2 separate regions of the Mus musculus genome follow, and region 1 is linked to region 2. The links are chromatin contacts, called in public HiChIP or PLAC-seq maps. All regions are on one chromosome and are shown on one strand. Each heading gives the region's core, a stretch centred on a gene start, on an enhancer-like site or on the middle of the called end of the contact. The rest is flanking DNA. Distances are from core to core; before and after follow the strand shown. Region 1 holds the start of Mlkl (mixed lineage kinase domain-like). Region 2 overlaps Glg1 (golgi apparatus protein 1).

Evidence for each region. HiChIP or PLAC-seq counts read pairs in DNA pulled down with a chosen protein or histone mark.
Region 1: an H3K4me3 HiChIP or PLAC-seq map of bone marrow-derived macrophages shows a contact between it and region 2, with 3 times the contacts expected there. The contact joins the promoter of Mlkl here to the enhancer-like site in region 2. A contact is called at or near these places in 8 of 39 promoter capture datasets (the 3T3-L1 cell line, the HPC-7 cell line, cranial neural crest and 3 more), 2 of 115 datasets of contacts at active chromatin or transcription factors (bone marrow-derived macrophages and embryonic stem cells) and 2 of 9 other capture datasets (adipose tissue and pancreatic islet).

The regions. Positions count from the first base shown.
Region 1 is chr8:111,335,807-111,340,820 of GRCm38.p6, reverse strand. It overlaps Mlkl (mixed lineage kinase domain-like), which reads left to right and starts at 2,616. Exons shown (of 11, transcript NM_029005.3): 1 at 2,616-2,997.
Region 2 is chr8:111,181,050-111,185,822 of GRCm38.p6, reverse strand. It overlaps Glg1 (golgi apparatus protein 1), which reads left to right. Exons shown (of 26, transcript NM_009149.3): 9 at 3,171-3,292. Among named protein-coding and RNA genes, the nearest start is that of 9430091E24Rik, 38 kb to the right of the region's middle. Within about 2 kb of position 3,507, at least 6 of the 459 cell types and tissues checked have an H3K27ac peak or open chromatin away from gene starts, as enhancers often do. A contact at or near this core is called in bone marrow-derived macrophages, where this site is marked.

The DNA.
Region 1 (5,014 bases), core at 1,367-3,866, 160 kb before region 2:
CAAAGAACCCATGAAAGATATTTAGCATCATTGGTCAACAAGAAAATGCCAATTAAAGTCACTTTGAGATATCCACACACTATTTAAATAGCTTTTAATAATGAAAAAACAACAGCAAGAGAACAAGGCTCTGGCGAGGATTCAGAGAAAATGGGTCTCGTGCACATTGATGGTGGGATGCTAGTAAATCCACTACAAAAGCTTTCACACCGGATGCTTCCAGCTCTAGCAGGTCAGTGAGCCCAGTTCTGCTACTGTTATGGTTGACTGGTGAGAGTTCACACAATTACCCACTTCTTCTGACCATGGCCTTGAGCAGAGTGGAGGCTGCCTTCTGACCTAGAACTTCAAGTGCTGACCTCTCCCCCATGGAATCTGGCTGACTACCCCATGAATCTAGTAAGTTTCTATGAAGACTACATCTTTCTTTGTCGTTAATTTGTGCATGTGTGTAAGCATATGTCCATGGTGAGAGTATGGTCAGAGGGCACCTTGCAGGACATTTTTTTCTCTCTCCTTTCGTTCACTGTGTGAGTCCCAGGTGAACTCTCACTTAGAGGCATGCACTTTTACCTGCTGAGCCATCTCGCTGGCCCTGGAGTCACACATTTCCCAGATTTTCCCTCCTCTGCCTTTGCCAGGAGAGTTGACTCACAATATATCATCTCTGTGATGGTTTGTAAATGCTTAGGCCAGGGAGTGGCACTATTAGGAGTGGTAGCCTTGTTGGAGTAGGTGTGTCACAGTGGGAGTGGGCTATAATACCCTAGTCCTAGCTGCTAGGAAGTCAGTACTCTGCTAACAGCCTTCAGATGAAGATGTAGAACTCTCATTTCCTCCTGCACCATGCCTGCCTGCATGATGCCATGTTCCAGCCTTGATAATAATGGACTGAACCTCTGAACCTGTAAGCCAGCCCCACTTAAATGTCTTTATAACAGTTGCCTTGGTCATGGTGCCTGTTCACAGCAGTAAAACCCTAACTAAGGCAGGCACATACATAAATCTCTAGACCTAAGACAACTGACAAGGGAGAACAATTACAAAGTGGGCCTGATGGCCCGAGTCTGTTATTCCAGCCACATGGGAGGCTAAGAAAGCAGGGATCACAAAAGTTCAAGACCTCCTCAGGTAACTTAGAGAGACATTGTCACAAAACAAAGAGGGGGCTGGCTCGGTGATAGGGAACTTGCCTAGCAAACACAGAATCCTGGGTTCAATCCACAGCACCACAGAAAAGAAGTGTGGTGGTGCACTTCTGTTATCCCAGGATGAAGGAGGGGAGGCTGGAGGACCAACAGTCTAAGAACACTCTTGGCTACACAGTGAATTCCATGCCAGCCTGGGCTACATGAGATCTTGTGGGGAATGTCTGTGGGGAGAAAGGGCAAAAAAAAAAAAAAAAGAGAGAGAGAGAAAATGGAGCAGGTGCAATGGCTCAGTGGTTAAGAGCACTGACTGCTCTTCCACAGGTTATGAGTTCAAGTCCCAGCAACCACATGGTGGCTCACAACCATCTGTAATGGGTTCTGATGCCCTCTTCTGGTATGTCTGAAGACAATGACAGTGTACTCACATAATATAAAATAAATAAATCTTTAATAAAGAAAAGAAGTGAGAAAACAGGTAAACTAAGCCCCCCAGACATCCCTGAACTATGTTGCCTCAAAGTAAAATGTCTCCCCATACAATTTATTTCTATTCTTTCCCAGCTATATAGCATGAGTCAGCCAACGGCATTTTCTTCTTTCTTTCCTTCCTCTTTTTAAATTTTGTTTTAGTTTTATTTTTGAGATATATATCTCAACATATATCTGAGTGTGTGTGTGTGTGTGTGTGTGTGTGTGTGTGTGTGTAGAGCTTTAGCGCTCTTGGAACTGGATTTGTAAACTAGGTTGGCCTCGAACTCACAGAGATCCTGAGTGCTGGGACTCAAGGTCTGTGCCACCACCAACTAGCTAATGAAAGGTTATTTCTTATACTAGCTAACTGGGGGTATAACTGACAAATAATAAACTCATCTTGAAAAATAACAAAGTTTGGAGATGACCTTAGAAGGGGAAAAAAAGGAACTGACCCCTACTTGGGTAACTTCACACTCCCTTAAACTTCCTCCATTACTCTCCATCCCCTGCCCCAGGATTATTCAACACAAAGCAGCTAAAGGAACCGCCTCAGCACTTCTACGGGTTACCTCCATTTTTATGTATTTACCGGTGTGGTATGCATGCGTTTGCGTGCCAGGGCCAGTGCACACGTTGAAGTCAGAGGACAAGGCCTTTTGCCTCGAGAGAGGAAAATGACTCAGGACATCCGCCTCACTTTCGTTTTCTTTTTCTTTTTCTTTCTTTTTTTTTTTTTTTAATTATGCTGAAGTTCCAGGCTATCCCTTACACTGGCTATCAGGGCTCTCTGCAACCTTATTTTCTCAACCCCCAAATTCAAGACCTCAAACAGAGAACCTGGGAAGAGTAACTATTTAATGGATTTGGGGAAAGAATCAGCCAACTAGGGGCTTCAACTGGGAGCTGTCCAGAGAGCGGGTGTGGGAAGCTGGCATATCTCCAGTAGGAGTAGAAAGCCGGGGGAAGGCGTGTCAAACTGGCCGCGGCTTCCGGAGCAGAACTCTGGACAGAAATAGCTGTCGGACAGGTTGGTTTTGAGGACTCTGCTGGAGCATTGCTGCGTTGGCCCAAATTTGACTTTAGGCGGGAACCGCGGCTGGTGCGGAGTTCCTCCGAGAGGCGAGAGCTTTAAGGTTGCACCAAGGGAGGGGACTCAGGACACCGGGGACCTGCTCCGACCTGGCGTGCATTGTCAACGAGGCAGAAGACCGCGGTCCGGGAGCGGCGGGAGACTGATGATCCTACAGGAACTGAGCGCAGGATAGACCGGACGAGCGCCCCTCGGAGATCACGTAGAATCCAGTGAGCTGTAGCGCGGCAGGAGGAAGCAGGAGAATCCCAGAATCACAGATTGGACTTCCTGGAACTTAGGGTGAGTTGGTTTCGATTCCCTAACTAAATTGGGCTGTTATTCTGCTGAGATCTCTGCTGACCTTTTTTTGCCCAAGGAGGATGGAGATCGAGGAATGGCATTCGAGGAAAGGCAAAAGGTGGGGACTGGGGACCCGCCCCGAGGTGCCCAAGTCGTAGAGTAGATGGGTAGTCAGTAGGACAATTAATTTCCAGCACAGACGATTACGGGGGTTTGGGGTAGGGGTGGGGGAAGCGGGGACTCAGGACAGGGTTTCTCTGGGTGGCTCAGGCTGCACTGGAACTTGGAACTTGTTCCGTAGACCAGGCCGGACATGATCTCAGAGATCTGCCTGCCTCTTGATTGCCAAGTGCTGAGACTAAGGGCATGTATGCTCCACCATTACTCAGCGGGATTCCAGTTCTTAACTATGAACGCCCTCTTCCTTTTCTGGGGCCCATTTCACGAATAATCTAACGTAAAGTTTTTTTTTTAAAGGGCATCTGATTTTTTTTAGACTATTTATTTATTTGTTTATCGAAACAGGATCTCACTGTGTAGCTCTGGCTGGCCTGGAACTCACTGTATAGTCCAGGCTGGGGGGGGGGGGGAGGATATGAGTAATTAATATATTTAGTAGTGCTTCCAGATTTTTCTCCTTTGCTCTCAGACATCCAAGAAAGAGCCTTGACGACTTGGGCTCACCATCTGGGAATGGCTGGGCCCCGAGATCCATTGATTTTTCTCTAAGAGCGTCCTGACAGGCTAGAGAGATGGCTCAGCCATTAAAGAGTACTCTGACATTAATGCCTGTGCCTCCTGCCCAGGAATCCTGGGGACAAGGAAAACTAATTACTCACATGCTTGATTTCAGTTTGGCTGCTTTTTCACTTTTTTTTTTTTTTTTTTGGTAAGATTTAGATTTATTTAATTTGTTTTATGTGAGTACACTGTTGCTATCCTCAGACACACCAGAAGAGGGCATCAGATCCCATTACAGATGGATGTGAGCCACCGTGTGGTTTCTGGGAATTGAACTCGGGCCCTCCAGAAGGGCAATCAGTGCTCTTAACCGCTGAGCCATCTCTCCAGTCCTTGGTTTTACTTTTTTACTTATGTTTTAAAGGCAGATTGGAATTTCAGGGAGTTATTTTCTCCATGTTGTGATCTGATCTGTAAATGGATTTATTCCTTTCTTTCATGAGTGTGTGTGTGTGTGTGTGTGTGTGTGTGCCACATGTGTATGGGTACTTATGGAGGGTAGAGTAAGGCTCAGAGCCCCTGGAGTCTTAAGTTATAGGCAGTTGTGAGCTGACCAGCATAGGTGCTAGACACTGATTCAAGTCCTATGAGCAGCAAGTGCTCTTAACTACTGAGATATCTCATCTAGCCCCCAAGATAACTCTTCCTCTGTTGCTTTAATATTTTTCCAAGATAATTCTTAACCTAGCTGTTTCACTGGCCATTGAGAAGCTTGCTATGGCTTTGAGTATTTTGAGGGTTGGGGACATGGCTCAGCAGTTAAGAAAACTGGTTGCTCTTCCAGAGGTTTGATTCCCAGTATGCACATGACAACTGTACTTCCGGAAGATCTGACGCCCTGGCTCTACATGCATGCGATGCACAGATACACATATAGGCAGAACACTCGTACACATAAAATAAAAATTAGCAAATCTAGCTAGGCAGTGGTGGCGTGTAGTGGTGAATTAGTTAAACCGCTTTGGCTCTTGGAGGACGCGCACATGCTCAGCCCAAGAGCTCTCTGGATTTGTGGAAAAAAAGACAAAAGACACACACACACACACACACACACACACACACACACACACACAAGCGTGTGACAGCTAATTTTGATATGCCTTGACTAATTCACAGGCTGGGCATTTTTAAACTTCCCCTAGCGGCTAACACACCCTTCCCTCTGGTATTCCTGGCTTAATACCTTCTAAATCTATTTTATCTTTGCCGCCCTGTTACCTTCTGCGCAGCTTCACCCCCACCTCCGTAGGGCTGCATTGCCTTTACGGCTACATTG
Region 2 (4,773 bases), core at 2,258-4,757:
CCTGGCTGCAGTCCAGGATGAATCAGGAGACGGCCTCTGCTGTGTTTGCTTTTCATCCTTAATTCCATCTAGTAAGGTTGTGGAAGGAGGATAGGAAAAAAGGAATCTATCTATAGTAAGCTTACACCTATTGTAAAAATGTTCAGGAAAAAAATAGACTGGACTCAACTCTGTTTTGAGGCACATAGTTCACTATGAGGTTTTTGGAAAGTTAGCTTCGTTAAAAGAACTAGTGACTCAGCTTCAAAGATAAATAAGTTCCGCCTACACCACCCTTTGTGCCCAGAAGAAGAAAGTGCTTTCCAAACCCAGAGGGCAAGCACAAATAGTGAACTGTGTGGTTTTGACTGCATTAAGACTGCTTAGGAAGGAAGCACTTCATTTTTATTGTATGGATTCTATTTTTTAAAAGCCTTTTCTCACAAAAACTAAAGGCAATTTTTCCAGAAGGATAGAGTCGTCCTTTGTCTTCTATATTATCTAGCCTTAGTCAAACTGAAGAATATCTTTGAGCAATTTGGGTGGGTTTCTTTTTACTTTGAAAGTTTTATTCCTTGACACAACAGACTTCAACATCTGTCTCTAGATTAATTTAATGAACTGGTAATGGTTATCAGCAAGTGCTGAACTGTAAAGTATGTGGATAATTATTATCCTAATGAGTGTCCACTCCTCCAGATTTACCACAGTTACGACAGGGCTATGACTAGCCTATGCTTCTCACATCAAGGATGGCTGCATAATGCATTCTCCAGACCAAGTCTCTCCGGAGCTTTGCTCGGGGTTTTTTTGTTAATATCAGGGGCCAGAATGTATATACAATCATAACATCAGTTTATAGTCTATTTTTCCTTTTTTTTTTTTTTTTGTTTTTGTTTTTGTTTTTGTTTTGAGATAGGGTCTCTTTATGTAGCCCTGACTATCCTAGAACTTGCTATGTAGATCAAGCTAACCTCGAATTCACCGAGATCCAATTGCCTCTACCTCCCAAAGCCTCAGATTAAAGGGGTTCCTTCATCATTGCACCTGGCTCAGTTTGTATTCCAATTGCATATTTTCCTCACTCCCTACACTGAATTCTAGAATGGCAATAATTCCTTGAATTATTAGCCTACTAGATGCCATGGGATACTAGAAAAAAGATATTACTATCTTGATCTTGGTCATCCGGTGTCAAAATTTGCTCACAAAGTTATTTTTCTACCAGCAAGCTATAATATTCTTTAGCTTTTCCAAATTACCAACAATAATTTATAGAAATACTTTCTATCCCAGAATATTGACATTTTCCCTATATTTCTCTCTTAATGATTTTTTTCTAGGATAATAGAATTGGGATCTTTATTTTATCTAAAATCTGTATGTATGTAAAGGGGCCAGAGCTTTGTTATGAACCATTGTGGGATCCCAGGTCAGATGTGTACAGATCAGAAAAGGCTCCAAGAAAGGGTAAACCAGTGACACAGAGCATGTCTAAACGTGTTTGTTTGTTTGTTTATTTGTTAAAACGGGGTTTCTCTGTGTGGCTCAGGCTGTCCCAAAACTCACTCTGTAGACCAGGCTAACCTGGAACTCAGTGATTCAACAGCCTTGCCTCCTGAGTGCTGGGATTAAAGGCACATTCCCCTCCTCTTCCCCCCCACCCATGCCCCCACCTCCCGTGCTGAAGTATCTAATTCTTAAGGATGGAGAAAAAAAAAAGAAAAGAAATTAAAACAGTAAGGGTTGTAATTTCTATTTTTCTTTCTCTATTTAAGATTCCCACTCCACAGCCCCATCTGCTACCCATCTGTGGTAATAGTGATCTTCTATCTATAAAATGCTTTGCAGTTGACCTTACTTTGTTTCATGTGGTATCAACATCTGTCTGTCTATCCGTTCTCGGATACAATATCACTGTGTAGCTGTCTTGGAACTCTAAACCAGGCTGGCCTTGAACTCACCTGTCTCTACGTCCTGAGTGCTGTGATTAAAGACATACATCACCACACTTGGCCATTTCTTAAAATCTGTAATTGAAAGAACTAAAATTTGGAGCTGGAGAGATGGTTCTGGGGTTAAAATTCGTACTGGTGGCTCTACCAGAGAGTCTGAGTTGAGTTCCCAGCATTCTCATATAACTAAAAACATCTGTAGCTCCAGTCCCAAGGAACCTGATGCCTTCTGCTGGCCTCCACAGGCACTGTATGTGCACAGGTTAGACAGACATACATGTGGGCAAAACACTTGTACACATAAAATAAAAATAAAAATAAAAAAGAGGGAGGGAGTAAAAAACTCAGTGGCACATGAGACTGTCCAACTCTCACAGCTCAGGTAGCACAGAACAGACCAGGACTTGCACTTGGTCTTCTGATCCATAGTCTCTTCAGTCCTCCACTCTGAGGCCCCTGTTTCCTGCCTTTATCTCCAGTAAGGGATGGGCCAAGTGCAAGTAGATGGGAAGAGTGCACTTTTATTCTTAGGTATTTTACAGCAAGCATTCTGTGCTAATGCTTGTGGTATAAATATAGTAGGTAAAAGGTAATAACTTGTAAGCATTCTTTTCTTTTCTCGTTTTTGTTCTTGAGTCTGTCAGTCTGCTTTTTAGGATAGGATTTCTCGGTGTACCCGCCCTGGCTGGAACTCCTCTGTAGATCAGGTTGGCCTTTGAACTCAGAAATCTTCCTGCTGCTGCCTCCAGAGTGCTGGGATTTAAGTTGTGAGCTACCACTGTCCAGCACAGTCTTGTTTTCTAATTCCAGCTATGAGTTAATTGAAATCTCTCACATCTACCTTAATAAAACATAGTATGCTTGTTATGACACCGATGTCATTGCAGCAACATTTACAGCCTTTTTAGGATCAAATTGTTCTCTAATTGAGATGTCTTTTCTTTTACTTGTTTCAACTCTGGCTTCCTTTGGAGTGAACTTGCATAGCCATGTTTTTCAGACTTGTTTTGCAGATGACCAAGTAAATCTTCAAGTTCCACAATGACTTCAACAGAAAACCCAGGGCAAGTGGAAAATGGAGAAAAAAATTGGAAAATGTTACAACAGTGTTTTCCAACATAGCTAGTAACATCTGTAGATGTTTGTTTGGGTTGTGTTATGATGGTTGGACTGAGCATCTGCTGGGTGACATTGCTCTTCTCTGTGCCTAAACTACCTTTTTTTCCCTCAATCCAGCTTCAGACACTGATTCAGGAGACTGACCCTGGTGCAGACTACCGCATTGATCGAGCTTTGAATGAAGCTTGTGAGTCTGTAATACAGACAGCCTGCAAACACATACGATCCGGAGACCCAATGTAGGTTCACTCTCCATATTGTGTTTTATTTGCCAACACAGAGAACATTCCCCTCGAGTGGCTTTTGAGTAGTGTAATATCTTGACTAACATTTTGTTGAACATGGACACACACCAAACTTTTGCTAAAACTAATATTGAGACTGAGACTTCTGATCTGCCTTACCCATGATATAGAGACACTCAGACCCAGAACTATGATGGCAGTTGTTGACAGTGACTGGGCATATAGGACCTATTAGTCATTGAGTAACTTCCTGTAATTCAGAGACTCTCAGGGCATCAGGATAAAGTGAAACACTTGGCACTGTGACTGTCTCATGCTTGCTTGTTTGTTTGTTTGTTTGTTTGTTTGTTTTCCGAGACTTGGTTTCTCTGTGAACCCTGGCTGTCCTGTAACTCAAACTCAGAGACCTGCCTGCCTCTGCCTCCCAAGTGCTGAGATAAAAGGTGTGCACTACACCTAGCATCTTACAGTTTTTGTGTTTAGATGATGTATAGATGTAGATGAGCATAGATAGAATGTTTATAGTATAGTAGCCATGGCAACCAGAAGAGGGACAGGGGAAGGGAAGGAGATTCATTTTACATTTATGGGTGTTTTCCCTGCATGCATGTCTATGTACTACTTGCTTGCCTGGTAACACACAGTAGTCAGAAAATGGTGTCAGATTTCCTGTAACCAGAACAGTTATGGGGGTGCTGGGAATTGAGTTGAATCCTGTTGATGAACAATCTGTGCTCTTAAACACTAACACATCTCTCCATCCCCAGCATCTTTAATTAAATATGATATGTGGCGCTTTGCTGGGTTTTGATTTGAACAAATATTTTAAAAGACATGAGATAGTTGAAAATATTTAAGATGTGGGGCAACAAGGTTATGTTTGCTTGCTTTCTTGCTTGCTTTGTTTGTTTTTTGAGACAGTTTCTCTGTATAGCCCTGGCTGTCCTGCCACTCGAACTATAGACCAGGCTGGCCTCGAACTTGATGGAGATCCTCCTGCATGTTTTCTAAGTGCTAGGATTAAAGGCCTGTGTCACCACTGCCTGCCCTAGGTGTTTATTTTATATGATGTGTTTACCTTTTTATTGTTGTTATTGATATGACAGTGATCTCAAATTTTAGAGAAATAGACTGAAGTATTTACTGAGCTATGCTTCAAATATCAGCAGAAGACACTGAGTTAAAACACATTTAGTTGCAGGATCACCAAAGCTCTGGAGAACAGAAGTGGCCTGTACACTATTCTCTACTCTTGCATATGTTGGAATGTTTTCATACTAAATAAAAATAAAGCTGCTACATAGGTCTTACATATGCAGAGTTTGAAGTCCAAAATGGCTTTAAACTGGTAGAAGAAATAATTACTGACAAGATCAGTTAATTTGTGTGATTCTCAATCATGTCACCCTGGGGAATGCGTATTGAAATGATTTTAGAAGCCTGTCGTCAAAACACTTCTTCATTACAATCTACCT